2 separate regions of the Oryza sativa genome follow, and region 1 is linked to region 2. A link is a contact called in public HiCAR-type data. All regions are on one chromosome and are shown on one strand. Each heading gives the region's core, a stretch centred on a gene start, on an enhancer-like site or on the middle of the called end of the contact. The rest is flanking DNA. Distances are from core to core; before and after follow the strand shown.

What was found. HiCAR-type assays count read pairs that join an accessible place to other places.
Region 1: a HiCAR-type map of leaf shows a contact between it and region 2, with 7 times the contacts expected there. The contact joins the promoter of LOC4352516 here to the promoter of LOC4352497 in region 2. A contact is called at or near these places in 3 of 15 Hi-C or Micro-C datasets (leaf and leaf mesophyll) and 1 of 4 datasets of contacts at active chromatin or transcription factors (leaf).

What each region holds. Positions count from the first base shown.
Region 1 is chr12:23,656,882-23,663,904 of ASM3414082v1, reverse strand. It overlaps LOC4352516 (cytochrome c oxidase subunit 5C-like), which reads left to right and starts at 2,661. Exons shown (of 2, transcript NM_001423571.1): 1 at 2,661-2,742; 2 at 5,128-5,606. The coding sequence starts at 5,152. The coding sequence ends at 5,343. It overlaps LOC4352518 (serine/arginine repetitive matrix protein 2), which reads left to right. Exons shown (of 7, transcript NM_001423572.1): 3 at 169-769; 4 at 882-982; 5 at 1,069-1,149; 6 at 1,291-1,418; 7 at 1,516-2,057. The coding sequence ends at 1,642. It overlaps TRNAP-AGG (transfer RNA proline (anticodon AGG)), which reads right to left and starts at 2,470; the gene lies at 2,399-2,470. It overlaps LOC9271102 (ocs element-binding factor 1), which reads right to left. Exons shown (of 1, transcript NM_001423570.1): 1 at 6,322-7,023. The coding sequence ends at 6,629.
Region 2 is chr12:23,324,163-23,330,952 of ASM3414082v1, reverse strand. LOC4352497 reads right to left here and starts at 1,683. Exons shown (of 2, transcript XM_015763285.3): 1 at 1,420-1,683; 2 at 1-365. The coding sequence starts at 1,570. The coding sequence ends at 268. LOC4352496 (calmodulin-binding protein 60 A) reads right to left here. Exons shown (of 12, transcript XM_015763398.3): 3 at 6,256-6,293; 4 at 5,855-5,936; 5 at 5,718-5,767; 6 at 5,066-5,532; 7 at 4,758-4,921; 8 at 4,465-4,671; 9 at 4,203-4,359; 10 at 3,948-4,046; 11 at 3,679-3,752; 12 at 3,014-3,549. The coding sequence ends at 3,352.

The sequences.
Region 1 (7,023 bases), core at 1,412-3,911, 330 kb before region 2:
CATAAATCTAGGCTGTGTACCTCTCCTGGTCAATTGGTCATTGTTTTGATCTTTTCCAATTTAGGGGGCATATGGGTTCTTTGCAAATCTCCTCCCTCTATTTTCTTCAACATGTGAGTATGTGACCTGTAATGATAATTGATGAAACAAAAGATGAATTACTTTCAGGCTGAAGGAGTAAAAGATTCCAGTAGGTTGGCATCTTCCCGAGACAAGAAAACCAAAAAGGAGAAGTCAATTGATGACGCGCTAACTCCAGAACAACCAGCCAAAGTTCACAGGGAACCATCTTCAGATCCTGTCCGGAAGAGTAGGAGGATTGCTAAGAAATCCATCTTGGACAGTGAATTAGATGAGGACTATGATACAAATATTCTTGATGATTTTGGAACTTCTGAAGGTGTGGAAGTCCATACTCGTGAGCCTGCAAAAAAAACAGGAAGTAGCTCTAAGAAGAATGCTGCAAAGAAAGCTAAAACTAAGAGCACATCATACGAGATCGATAATGATTTTGTTACCTCCAGATCAAAAAGGGATGGCAATAAAAGGTCTAGGGAATCTACTGATGCTGATAATAGTGAAGAGGAACCTACATCTGACAGTGAGCTTGATGCACAAAACAGGAAGCAGAAAGCAGTCACTGAATCACCTGCTAATGTAAGAAGCGAGCCTCTGACAACACGTCGCCGTGCCCTTCAATCATGGATGGATGGAAACAGCAACAGTGCTATTGAGTTCCCTGATGGTTTGCCACCAGCTCCTTCAAGAGGTACATATGCTGATATGCCTATCCTAGCTACCCTTTTTTCCATTAGAAAAGTGACACCTTCACCTTCAGTCCTGTGCTGATTTGTTTTGATTTGCGTTTTTTGTCAATCCAGGCAAGAAGGATAAGCTTTCTGATGCGGAAATGCTTGCCAAGAAGGCAGAGGCTGCTCAGCGGCGCAAGATGCAAGTCGAGAAGGCTACTAAAGAAAGCGAGGTCAGAAAAATGTTTGCCTGCCTTCCTTTTAAGCATATATTAAAGCCTCGATTTCAAGGTGTTCTCAACATTGTTAATCTCTGCAGGCTGAAGCTATAAGGAAAATTTTGGGCCTGGATTCTGAGAAGAAGAAAGAAGAAAGAAAGCAAAAGGAGCGAGAAGATAAGGTTTATTGCATCATTCGATCATGCTGTTTTTGTACCCTTATTTTCTCTAATGCGTTTTAGTACCCTTATCAATAATAGTACCCTTATCAATGTATCTTCTGCTACTAGCTTCTGAACTAGACTCTTACTTCCCCCTTCCAGGAGAGAGCAGCCAGAGCACAAACTATTCCTGAAAACACCATCAGGTGGGTCATGGGCCCAAAGGGCACCGTGGTTTCATTCCCGGAAGAAGTAGGCCTTCCCAGCATCTTCAACTCCAAGCCTTGCAAGTAATCCTCACAAACTCTGTACTCTTTCTTAAAGAAATCGCCCCAGAAATGTGCCTCATGACATATCATTTCTTATCACCGTTCATCCATCACGCAGCTACCCTCCCCCGCGAGAGAAATGTGCCGGACCATCATGCACGAACGCATACCGGTATAGGGACTCCAAGCTGAATCTCCCTCTCTGCAGCCTGAAATGCTACAAAGCCGTCAATGGCAACGCTTGATTGACGGGACGCTCGGGCCGTGCCTATTTCCCGGTTTCGCAATCAACTCTGATCTATAATGTTCCCTCAAGAAAGCATTCTCGTCTATATACTGGTGGAAATAAGATAGGATGATCATCAGCCGCGGAGATGCACATTTTTGGTTGAGTTGATAGAAAGATACAGCTGTCCAATAAGTGCATATACATGTGTATCATGTATGCATATTTACATACATATAGATTTGTCAACCTGTTTTCAGGGCTTGTGAGCAGATGTACTGCTGCTGCCCTCTGATACCTGTATTGCAGATAGTAGACATATACACATATGAAGGAGCAGAAATGTAGAATAAGTTGTTGTACCAAAGTTCCTTGTGTTTGTTCACTTCTTCATTCAGTTTATGCACACACTCGGCCATCATGTCGTTTGTGTATAACCCGATTGTAAATGCTGCAGAATGCAAAAATTTTAAAATTTGAAATAATGCCGCAGAATGCAAAAGAGAGAGGGAGAAAAAAAGAAAGCTAGCCTAAGTTAATTGTAAATGCTGCGTAATGCAAAAAAGGAATAACAATAATATTAAAAATTGAAATAATGCCTCAGAATGCAAAGATACTAAAATTGGGAATAATGTTTCAGACGGCAAAATATATCAAAATTCAAAATGAAGGCAAAATATATTAAAATTGGGAATAAAATTGCAGAATGCAAAGATATTAAAATTGGGAATAGTGTTTCAGACGGCAAAATATATCAAAATTCAAAATAAAATCTGGGGCATTCCGAGAATTGAACTCGGGACCTCTCGCACCCTAAGCGAGAATCATACCACTAGACCAAATGCCCTTGTTTGATTACTTTCTTCACATCAACCTATTTAAAACTATTTTATCCGAGCCGAGCCGAGCCGCTGCGCTGAGCTCGAGCCATGAGCCGGTGGCCGATCCAGTGGCCAAGTGGCGGGGGGCGGGCGCGTGGACTGGGCCCGCCCGCTAATTCGGGCCCTTTTAAGGGCCTTTCCGCAAAAACTCCCCTCCTCCACGCAGAAATCCAAAGGCTTCCTCCTCCTCTCCCTCGCGGCGGCGGCGCGGCGTCTATCCTCCTCCACCGGCGGCAAGGTCAGATCCCCCTCCTCCCTCTCCACCCCCGCCGATCCGTTCTCCCGCCCCCGATCGCTCGGCTGTATCCTGTTCCGTGTGGCCGATCCTAGCGCGCGAACCCTAGGTGGTGTTCTTTTTTTCTTCTTTTTTTATTCAAGAATCGTCTGGATCTGGTTTCTTGGTGAGCAAACGTTTAGGTTCGCGTGGGTGATCCGTTTTGTGATGCGATGTTGAGGGATTCTAGGCGGGGAGGATTTAGGTTTTACGTTAGGGAGGGGGGATGCGGCAGGTTACGCCTCGAATTTGATTTGCGTGGAGGGATTTGGTTCTTGGGATGTTGGGAGTTGTTAGTATGATTAATCGGTCACGCGCGAAGCTTTTTGTGTGAGATTAGTTCGTGTTCTTGCGAGTGGTGATGATAACGAGATGGTCTGTATTGTTCGCCTCCGCGATTCGGATTGGGGAATTGGTGGCGGAAAATGGGGATTTTTTCGCTGTGATAATTGGGTGTGGAAATGTTAGTAGTGATAGTGGTGGTGCTCGTTGACTTTGGTTGATGTGTCCCTTATGTTGACCTTCCCGAATCCGCATCACGAACGGAACAGCTCTGATGCATGATGGCTTGCTAGATAGCCTTTAGACAATGGAATGGCTATCTCCACCTTTCGGTGCCGCGCGTCATAGGATATAGGCTCATGCCCTCTGTGCATTGTTCATAGGGGGGCTTCTTATTCTTTGGTTCTGTAGTGTTGCATACCTGGGTTTTATTATGTGCATCATATAGTGTTACATATGTAAGGCTGCCATGATTCGTATCTTGTGCCAACTTGGCCTTTTTTGTCTTAGCGAGTTATTAGCTTCTAGTATTTGAGAAAGCATCCATGACGAGTGCTACCTTTTGCTAAGCACTTACATCATCGTATCCTTGTAGTGTTACTTTGTAAATTTATATCTGTTCTCGGCATGTGCATCACAGGCTTTGGCACGACAGTGCTTTCTTAATAGTTTCAAACTTCTCAAAATTGTTCAAAAACCCATGTTGTTTCCACAACAGTTAAGCACATTATGATTGGATATTCTACTTTCATCTGATGTTTGTGCAGCTTATAAGATTGGTCGAACATCATTTTGATTACATTGTTTGCACTTGTGCTGAACTGCTGATATTTACAGCCATCAGCAGTGAAATTATATGTTGATTGTGTTCTATGAGGTGTTAGAATTGTAAATAGCTTTTCTGCTGTTTAACCTTTCATGGGACATTTAACTTAACAAAGCACTTTAGCAAAGCTCTTGCCACGGTGGTGGTATCAATCTCTCCTATTGAGCACAACATAAACCTATAGACATCTTGGTAGATCTCTGTCAGTTATACCTAGCTTCACTATAAGCATACAGAAGTTAGCTTCCTGTTGTCCCCCTATTCCAAAATAGGAAATTTCTTGGTTGTATGAAGCTATCAACTTTCTAATGCAAACTTCAGTGTAATGAATTTGTCATGTATCCTTTTTTCTTTGGGTCTGCTTTGTTGGCAATGAATTTCCTGTTTTCACTGTAGTTGGCATTTGTTGGAGCTTATCTTTAACTCCTAAAATTTGTATTAAGGTGCAAGAAAATGACTTACTGCTACTCATTATAGTGACCTAATATACCTAATGATGTTGCATTGCACAAGTTTGATGTTGTCATTTGTTTAATTTGGTTCAAGGCTTCGTGTTTGAATGATGTGTAATTTGAACTGTAATTGTTGCATATGCTGGGATTGTGACTTGGTGAGAACCTGTGATCCTGTTTGTTTGATGTTAAGTGATATGGACATTCCTCCTAACAAATTTGCTTTGCATCGTTTGTGGCTGTGTCTTTCACTCTTTGGATGATTGGCAGGTTAGGTGAAGGGTATACTGTATACATTCGTTTTTGCATAGAGAAGCAATGATTAACCATAAGGCTAGAAGTGTTTGTTGTGCCATTTTTTTATTCGAAATGCTAAGATATCCCATAAAAGCATTTGTGGTGGAATTTGTTGATATTAGGAGATGAACTTGAGAACATGATTCTTTCGGTGATTATTGTTCTTGAGACAGGTTTCTGAGCATTGAGGAACCAGAGCCTCTTTCTTTACCATGTCTAAATATATGTTGGATTTAACATAGCTTCACTACTATTTCAATGGTTTTATTTAAGTTTTCTTCCAGTTTCAATCTGAACTTTTATGTCACTTCTGTGAAATTCACTCCGGTCACCTTTGGAGGGGCTTTTTATATAAAAAGAGTCATGGAATGGTGAACTAATTGTTTGTATGGACATTTTGCATTTATTAAAAGTATCTTGCTGCCCTAATGATATTCTCTCGGCCTGTTGCTGCTATGAAATCAGCTCACAGAATCTTATCATTTTCTGTAGGCATCTGAGCTCAACAGCAAGCAAATGGCAGGTGGCAGAATTGCACATGCGACCCTCAAGGGGCCGAGCGTGGTGAAGGAGATCTGCATTGGGCTCACCCTTGGGCTGGTCGCTGGTGGTCTGTGGAAGATGCATCACTGGAACGAGCAGAGGAAGACTAGATCCTTCTACGACATGCTCGAGAAGGGCCAGATCAGTGTTGTCGTCGAGGAGTAGTCTTTTGTGTTGAAAGTCTTTTGCCTTTGTTTTTTGCAAGTTATTTCTGAAACTCTCTGGAGAGCATGACAAAGCTAGTGCCGTGGAGATTGTCATGAAAAATAAGCATAGCAATTTGAGAACATTTGATCTCGTTGAATTTGCTTCTTTTCTTGTATTATCTTAAAATCTGTCTTTAATATATGCCAGTAACAGCTTAAGGGATTGGATGGCTTCCCCCTGACATTAATCTGATTTAGTTTCTTTTGCTTATTTTCCTGTCACCATTTGAGATTGTGATTATGCCCATCCTTTTCAGTGTGGATGCGATGGTGGAAATTGGATACCTAATGAGTCATTTGAAAATTTATTGTGTCATTGTGAGTGGAACAGGCACACCATCGCTCCTGACCTATAAACCGGTTCTGTTTTATTTGGTGATGTCAATGGTTTGGCCAAAGATGAGTTTTTAAGGTTTTCATGTGCTTTTCACCATCGCTTTTGCATGCATCATGGATTTGGTTTCTTCCCTGATTGATGTCATTTTCATTTTGCTTGCTTACATAGCAGACATTAACAATTATTGCTTGTTTATTACTGGGAATAGCTAAAGTGAGCAGGCAGTGTATGCTGATGCCCTTTGTGGCTATACCTCCTTTATGCCGTGAAAAAACAGAATATTTTTCGACCTAGTTGGTTTAATCTGTTTTTGCTTAGATGCCAAGCAAGAAATCATAGCAACATACTAGAAGTGTTATCATCAAGATTTCAGACAGAATCCAGGAAGATCTTTGAAACTGAAGATCAGCCCCTGCTTTATCCAATCTGATTGTTCATCTAACCAAAAACAAATTAAATTTGTTCACCTTGTTTTATGATTTGATATGAAGTCACTGTACTTTTTTTGTTTTGGCAGGAGCCCATGTGAAGCTGCAAATCTGGCAGATTCTTCAGCCAACAACTCCATGAGCCATGAACAACACATACCGTCAGACCAGATGAATTTCCAACGCAATTTTACATTGATGATCACAAGAGGAATTGATATAATGACATAGTTTATAACATTACATAACACAAACAACATAATTAACCCTTACAAAACACCACATGGACACAGACAAAAGACCATCACTTATTCAGACACAAAATCATCATCAGAAGAGTAGTAGAAGAAGACCATAGAGCAGCAGCAGATTAAAGCCTTGAAATTCTCAAAGCAGCCAAGAGAAGAAAAAAGATGAAGACTTCTTGATGCCAACCACAGCTTAGCTCAGAGCTCACTCTCCCATGGCGCGGCGTTCGTTCAGTACTGGAGCATGTGCGCGGCGGCGGGGCAGGGGATCTGCCATGGCCGGAGCAGCGGGTCGTCGGGGGGGCACTCCTCCTGGATGTCCATGGCGACGCCGCTGAACTCCTCGACGACGCGGAGCACCTCGTTGACGCTGCGCAGCCTGTCGCCGAGCTCGGCGGCGCGCGCCCGGAGCACCGTGTTCTCCTGCTCCACGCGCGCGTACTGCCCGGCGATTTCGCTGGCGCGCGCCAGCACGCGCGCGTTGTCCGCCTGCAGCCTCGCCACCTCCTGCACCAGCTCGTCCAGGTGCTGCTGCTTCCGCAGCCGCGACCGCCTCGCCGACTCCCTGTTCGACAGCCGCCGCTTCTCCCTCCGGTGGTCCGCCGCCACCACCACCCCCGCCGAGT
Region 2 (6,790 bases), core at 434-2,933:
GTAATTGGCTCTAGAATCGTCATTTGAGACAAATAAATCAGGTGTTTGTCTTTGTCAATCATCTCCTTGTAGAATAGTGCGGAATGTAAAGAGAGCTAGCTGCATTTGACAAAATTTCATGTGACGTATTACATTCAACCCATGTTTCCTACAACTGAAAGATGAGAATCGAGATGGTCTGCTTATTTCACAACAGGATCGAATTCTCAGATTATCATAGCTGTGTCGGCCTGAGGTTTTGCAAATCTGAGTTAGGGGATTACTGTTTCACTCTTTTGGCGAAGATGCCTGTCCAGAAGAAAGCCTCTCCGACCTCGCCTTGTTAGCTCTTTCCATGTAATCTTGGTGCGACTGATGCTTTGCCCCTGCAGTAGATGGAACAAATTGCATAATCAGTTGGTATTCATGTATCAAAAAGAGTATTCTAAAAATTTCATCATTTGTGGGTTACAGTCAACAAAAATCAACATTCATTCTCAACCAGAAACCAAAACATGCCTGCCCAGCCTAAAAGCACAGATCTAACTCATATCTAATTTTATGTTAAACACTTTGGTCACCCTGAAAATGTAGAGATGCGTATTACGAATAGCTAAGAGTTTAGTACCATCACACCACTCAAAAAAAAAAGGCAAGATCAAGTAGCTGTCCTTATATCAGTTATAAAAACTTCAAAATGAACACGGACACCTCAAATTGCTGATTGATCATCAAAACTTAACAGTAAAAGAAAGAGAGGGCATGAAACTGCGAGATGATAAGCAATGGTGATGGCAGTGACAGTGTCATGTGCACAATGTACATGGAACTAGCTGGATAGCTCCAAGGGTATTGTGCAAGGGATCATTATCATTAATACTCCCTCCGTCCCAAAAATATAAGAATCTAGGATTGGATGGGATATTTTCTAGTAGTACGAATCTCTTCGTACTGACGGTGACAATCTGAGAACATTGTGACAACAAGAGAGAGGAAGATCTCAAAACAACGAAATAACAAATGCTTAGTCTAGTAGCGCTGGTACTGAAGCAAAATAGCCTGTCACAAGTTGCAGTACCAGCCTGATTTGGTGAGATTACCAAGTTATTACGCTTACAATGCCTGCATTTTCCCAAAATTCGGCACGCAAGGGAAACTCCTAAATCTTCATAGCAATTCATATACGCCCCCAAGCAATCCCAAATTTCAAACCCGTTTCATTTCACGGGTCTCAAAAAACATACCAGATGCCATTATCACCACAGTATTGTACAATAAACTCTTGTGCGAAAAATCCCTTCGCTCCTAGAACCTAGTAACATCGTAGTTCCACACTACTGAGTTCATCATCAGCAACATGAACTGGTTCTCTGAACGGCTTGGGGGGTCAAATCAGTTCATGATGAGGGGAGGAAGAGAGAAAGCGATCATGCGGAATACCTCGGGTCATGAGGTACCAGGGGACGCCGAAGATGGCGGCGAAGATGGCGATGCCGGCGACGACGTGCTTCTTCTCGCCGCTGTACAGGTAGTGCTCCACCCGCGCGCGGAACCCTCCTCCTCCTCCGCTGGTGGCCTCGCCTCCTCCCATCGCTCGCCTGTTTGTTCGTGCTGCTGCGGGTTTGCCTTTGCTGTGGCGTGCCGGCGACCGCCTTCCGCCGCCGCCGACGCCGGTGAGCTAGGGTTTGTTTGGTGTTGGTCGTCGTGGGCCGGAGTGGATGATGGGCCCACTAATAAGCGATCACGAATTTAGCAAATGGGCCCTGGTTGGGTCGCTGCTGTTTGGTACTAGGCGATAAGAAATTTTGCAAATCGACCCCTGCTTCCCTATCTTCTCCTCTTGCCGTCCTCCGCGCTCTTCCATTTAGGGCTATAAAAAAAGCTCGAGACTCACAAGCTGCTTAAGCTCGACTCGTTCTAGGCTCGATTCGAGCTCGGCTCAAGCTCCAAACGAGCCGAGCCCGAGCCTGTCCCAAAGCTCGCGAGCTTTGTCGAGCCGAGCTCGAGCTTCTAACAAGCCTAGTAATATATAATTTTTTTGTTGCTATTTAATAAATTAGTAGATCAAATATGTTACTTGTATGCCTTGTATTAGCATCATATATTTATTTTATTCTTTTTCCTCTTCTACTAATATGATAAACCATAAATTAATTGTTTTTTAAAAATTATCCTTTGAAATATACACTGTTCTAATTAAAAATCGAGCTCGGCGGTCGATTGATTCCCCTGCTCTTGTGTGATCTTCTCTCTAATCCTCATCTAATTGCTCCCAATCCTGCATTCCCCCGGTCTACGGTTTCTCAAGATTTCAAGTAGCCGGAGTTTGTAATTGTTCGTAAAATGCTCACAGGTAACCATCAATCAACCCATGTTAAAATCTGAAGTTCAGCGAAAGGGCCTGTAGCCTAGTGGTTACAAGAGCCTTAGTAGCACCTGAGGTCCTGGGTTTGACTCCCTATGGGAGCAAATTTTCTAGGTTTTAACGGCTTTGTGATTTCAGTGGTAGGTGCTCAAAAAAAATTCTAAAGTTAAATTTTTTTTATCTGAAAAGCACAGGAGAACCACATCTCATTTCATTAAGAAGAAAGCAAATATTTACAAAACACTTCTCAAAAAGTAAAATCTCGACCAAAAACTGAAGTTTAATTTGGCATTAAAGAGTTCAAAATCATATATATATATATATATATATATATATATATATATATACATATATATATATATATATATATATACATATATATATATATATATATATATACATATATATATATATATATATATATATATATATATATATATATACATATATATATATATATATATACATATACATATATATATACATATATACATATATATATATATATATATATACATATATATATATATATATATCTTGCTGTTTAATACATTTTTTTTGCCTCCATAAATCTTATAACAAGATCAAAAGACAAGGGTCTAATTAAAGTATTATAACCCAGAATACATGGACCCTTGATGTTGCATTGTAGCGTGAAGATCCAATAAATGTAAAGAATCTAGACCATGTTTCCATATACAAATGAGCTCCCTAATCAGGGAAAAGAAATAAATACATCACAGATCATTTCTTTTTCTTTCTTTTGGCCAGCAGACATACCACCTGCATTGTTACAGACTTACAGTTACACATTACAAACACACCGTAGATCACTAATGATCTGCAGATGAATAAGATAGCCACAACCTAAATCAGAATTGCACACTGCAAATCTGTACACTACACTGACGAGACAACTGAGTACATAGCTGTGCAGCAACCTGATAACTGCATTGCCTTTTTTTTTTCTTTTTTTGGCATAGAAGAACTGCACTGTCAATTTGTTACTAACAGTTGTTATTGTGGTCTGATCCTGGAAATGGTAACCTGCTAGGCTCCTCCCCGTGTTGAGCACGCGATTGCGGCGCCGCCACCCATGGCGATGTAGCAGGAGGCATGCTTTCATGGAGTTGATGAACTTGGTGTTGAGCAGAACTCGATTCCTCTGAGGTGCCACCCAATACAATCCTCTCAAAGCTCGGCCACTGCAAAATGAATGCCGAGTCATGAACCATACTATGTAAAAATTACTGCAAGCACTGAGCTGTACACAGCATCCTGACAGTAATGAAAATAAAAATAAACAGAGCTGAATTGCTGTGGGTTTCACTAACGTCGATTGTATCAGAAGAGCTCATCAGCCTTTGGAGATCTTGTTGCCAATCAGGAAATGGCGTTGGTGCTTGATCTGCAAAAATTTGGAGTTTTAGATGTCATCGTATCAAAATGATTGATGCAGAATGCATGCACGAAGGAAAAGATAAGAGCTAAAGGGGTAGAGGGACTCGTTTGGGTATTTCTTAATGTTTAGCTCAAAGTTGAAAGGAAATTCACATATCCAAGCAAAACCCTACCAAAGGAAAATTGTGGAATCAGTAAGTACCTGGATAATCATGTGTGCTCACATCATTAGGATTAGAGGTGCTGCAGTCGCAGATTGCATTCGAGTAAAACGCCACACCATTGCACAAGTTTTCAGCTCCTATAGTTCCTTGAAATAAGAAATTCCGGCATCAATTGTGTGTGGTGAGGAAGACAAGAGCATTCAAAGAGAGTATCGTGTAGTGTGCACCATATGCGTCGAAGACCAAAAAATAACCAGGTATCCAGTAGACTAGTACAGCAAGTCTTTACTAACCTTGATTTGGCATCTGATGATCAGAACGATTTGATGGGCCTGCAGCAGCTGCTGAAGTTGGACTGATCGGTTCAGGAATGTTGTTTTTCATTACAAAATCGGATGGAATGTCATCCAATTTAGCATGTGCACGGTCTTTCAGTTTATTCACTTTTGTCTGCGTGACAACAACATATTTGTTTCTTATCGATTGGCTGATAAAGGAAACACAAATGAACATAGGATCATATGCTGCCAGAAAGATGTTGAGTTCAGCATGTACCTTTTGGGCTGGATCAAAATTTTCATATATGACATAATCACCACCAAATTTTGCTCCAACAATTTGATGCACACCGTTGAAGAAAAGTGTCGCATTTTCTTCTTCACTTTGATACGCTTTCAGCTCATGCTGGTCTCTGAGACAGCACTCCCTGGCATGCCCAACCATTTTATCCCATGAGTTCGTCTTCTTCTTCATCTGGAGAACCTGCATAGCAACAAATGGATGGATGTCATGAATCATGATGACAATAGTACGACAGCTGCAAACAAAATGTATGGAACATGTTTTACTTCTTCACGGAGCTTCTTGGCGTTCGTGTTCAAAGCCTTCAAGAAGTCATGCACTGTGAAGATTTTAGCCTTCTGAAGCCTCTTGTGGTAAGTCCCATCTTTGCAGATTTCCTCCAAGCGAAACACTTCATCGTCCAGCATTGGAGGATGCCTCTTCTCATTTGCTGCAAAAGACAAGACAAATGTGTCCTGGTAAAGAAAAAGCTGATTTGTTTTTAAGATAATGGATGCCATTCCGGCCTCTACACTCCACATGAGTGTCCACTGCTAAGAAACAGCTGCCTGAAAAAATGGAAAAAAAAAAGCACCTTCATTTCTGCGATCCAACACGGTAACTGGCTTCATGACAGCTTCCTGAACTCGGACACCGGTGTTTTCGCTCTTGCATACTCTTGCTCCCAAAATGAACATCCGACTGCGGGTCCTGGATGATCCTTCCTTGAAACGGATCTTGCCCAAGCGGTTTTCCCCCTTTTTCAACCAAACACCACAATCACCGCCCAACACGAATCCTTGCCCATTCCGACCTTGCACAATGTGATTGTTGAACTGCTCTTCAGTCCAGCTCACCCGACCATCGTTGGAGAAATCACCGCGGAGAACTACGATTTCGACTTTCACCTTGGAAAGTGGGCCATCTGTAATCATGTTGTCACCTTCAAAGATACCTATTCTGATAGCCTCGTTGCTTTCAGCTGTGATGTTCTTTTCGGTGTAAACAGGAGTCTTCAGATTATCCAGGAAACGCAGTTGAACATTTGTGTTTGGCTCCAGTCTGAAGAAAAGCATGGAGGACAATATGATAAAGCTCAGAATGTAGTGTTAGTAAATTGATATAGTACACTATGGAAAAGAGAACTTGACAACTGGCCAAATGGATAATTAATATCTAACATTTCACGATGAGAACAAAAAAGGACGAAAGAATCTATGAATGATGTGCACTTGTGAATCTTTTACCCTGGGTGTTGATCAGCATGACGATTGGAATGCAGATGCTTCAATTGTTTCTGTCAGTGTGAGAAAAAAAAAAGTACAAGGTTATCAAATGAGGATGAAACATGTAAAACACTGATTTAGAGGACTATGGAACTAACCACTTCATGACTGATATCCTCCATCCGCTCCTGCATGTTTTCCATCCGCTCCAGCATGTTTTCCTGTATATTTTCCAATTTTCTGATAACCAAAAAAAAATCATTTTTCATTAAACTATGACATGCAGAACTTCCATATTTTCATGAGAAAAATAAAAACTACTCATGCTAGTTATTAAAGCACATCAGTCGTGGAGCCAGGAAGATTTTTGAGCCAAGGCAAATTTCCATATAACTAGTATTTACTACAGAAATTTCATCATCGATTTACTCATCAATATTAAAATTTAATGGAGTTTTCGCCGGCGAGCCCGGGCGGTGGCTCCGCCCCTGAAGCATATTGATACGGAGTAGAAGAGAAATAAAATGGTAAAATAACAATATAACTATCACACACTTACTTGATAATAACACCCTGAGCATTGTGAAGCCTCTGAACCTATGAAAGCACAAGAACGTAAATTTAGCCACAGCCATGAAACAAGAAGGAAACAGGAAGAAGAAACATTGTAGGCTGTAGGAAGAAAAGAAATACCCAATATCAAACTATCAAAGTACAATGAGTTTATGCCATTTTTGCTGAACCAAATACCATACCAAAACAAACTTATGACTGTCAGTTAAATCAGTAAGATAAAATGAGTTTCATATACATCACAAACAGATATGCACCTGCCCGACTTTCAGAACAACATGTTAATTATTACTCCCTCCGTTTCTAAATATTTGACACCGTTAACTTTTTAGCACATGTTTGACCGTTCGTCTTATTCAAAAACTTTTGTGAAATATATAATACTATATATATATATATATATAAGTATATTTAACAATGAATCAAATGATAGGAAAAAAATTAATAATTACACAATTTTTTTGAATAAGATGAACGGTCAAATATGTTTAAAAAAGTCAACGGCGTCAAATAATTAGAAA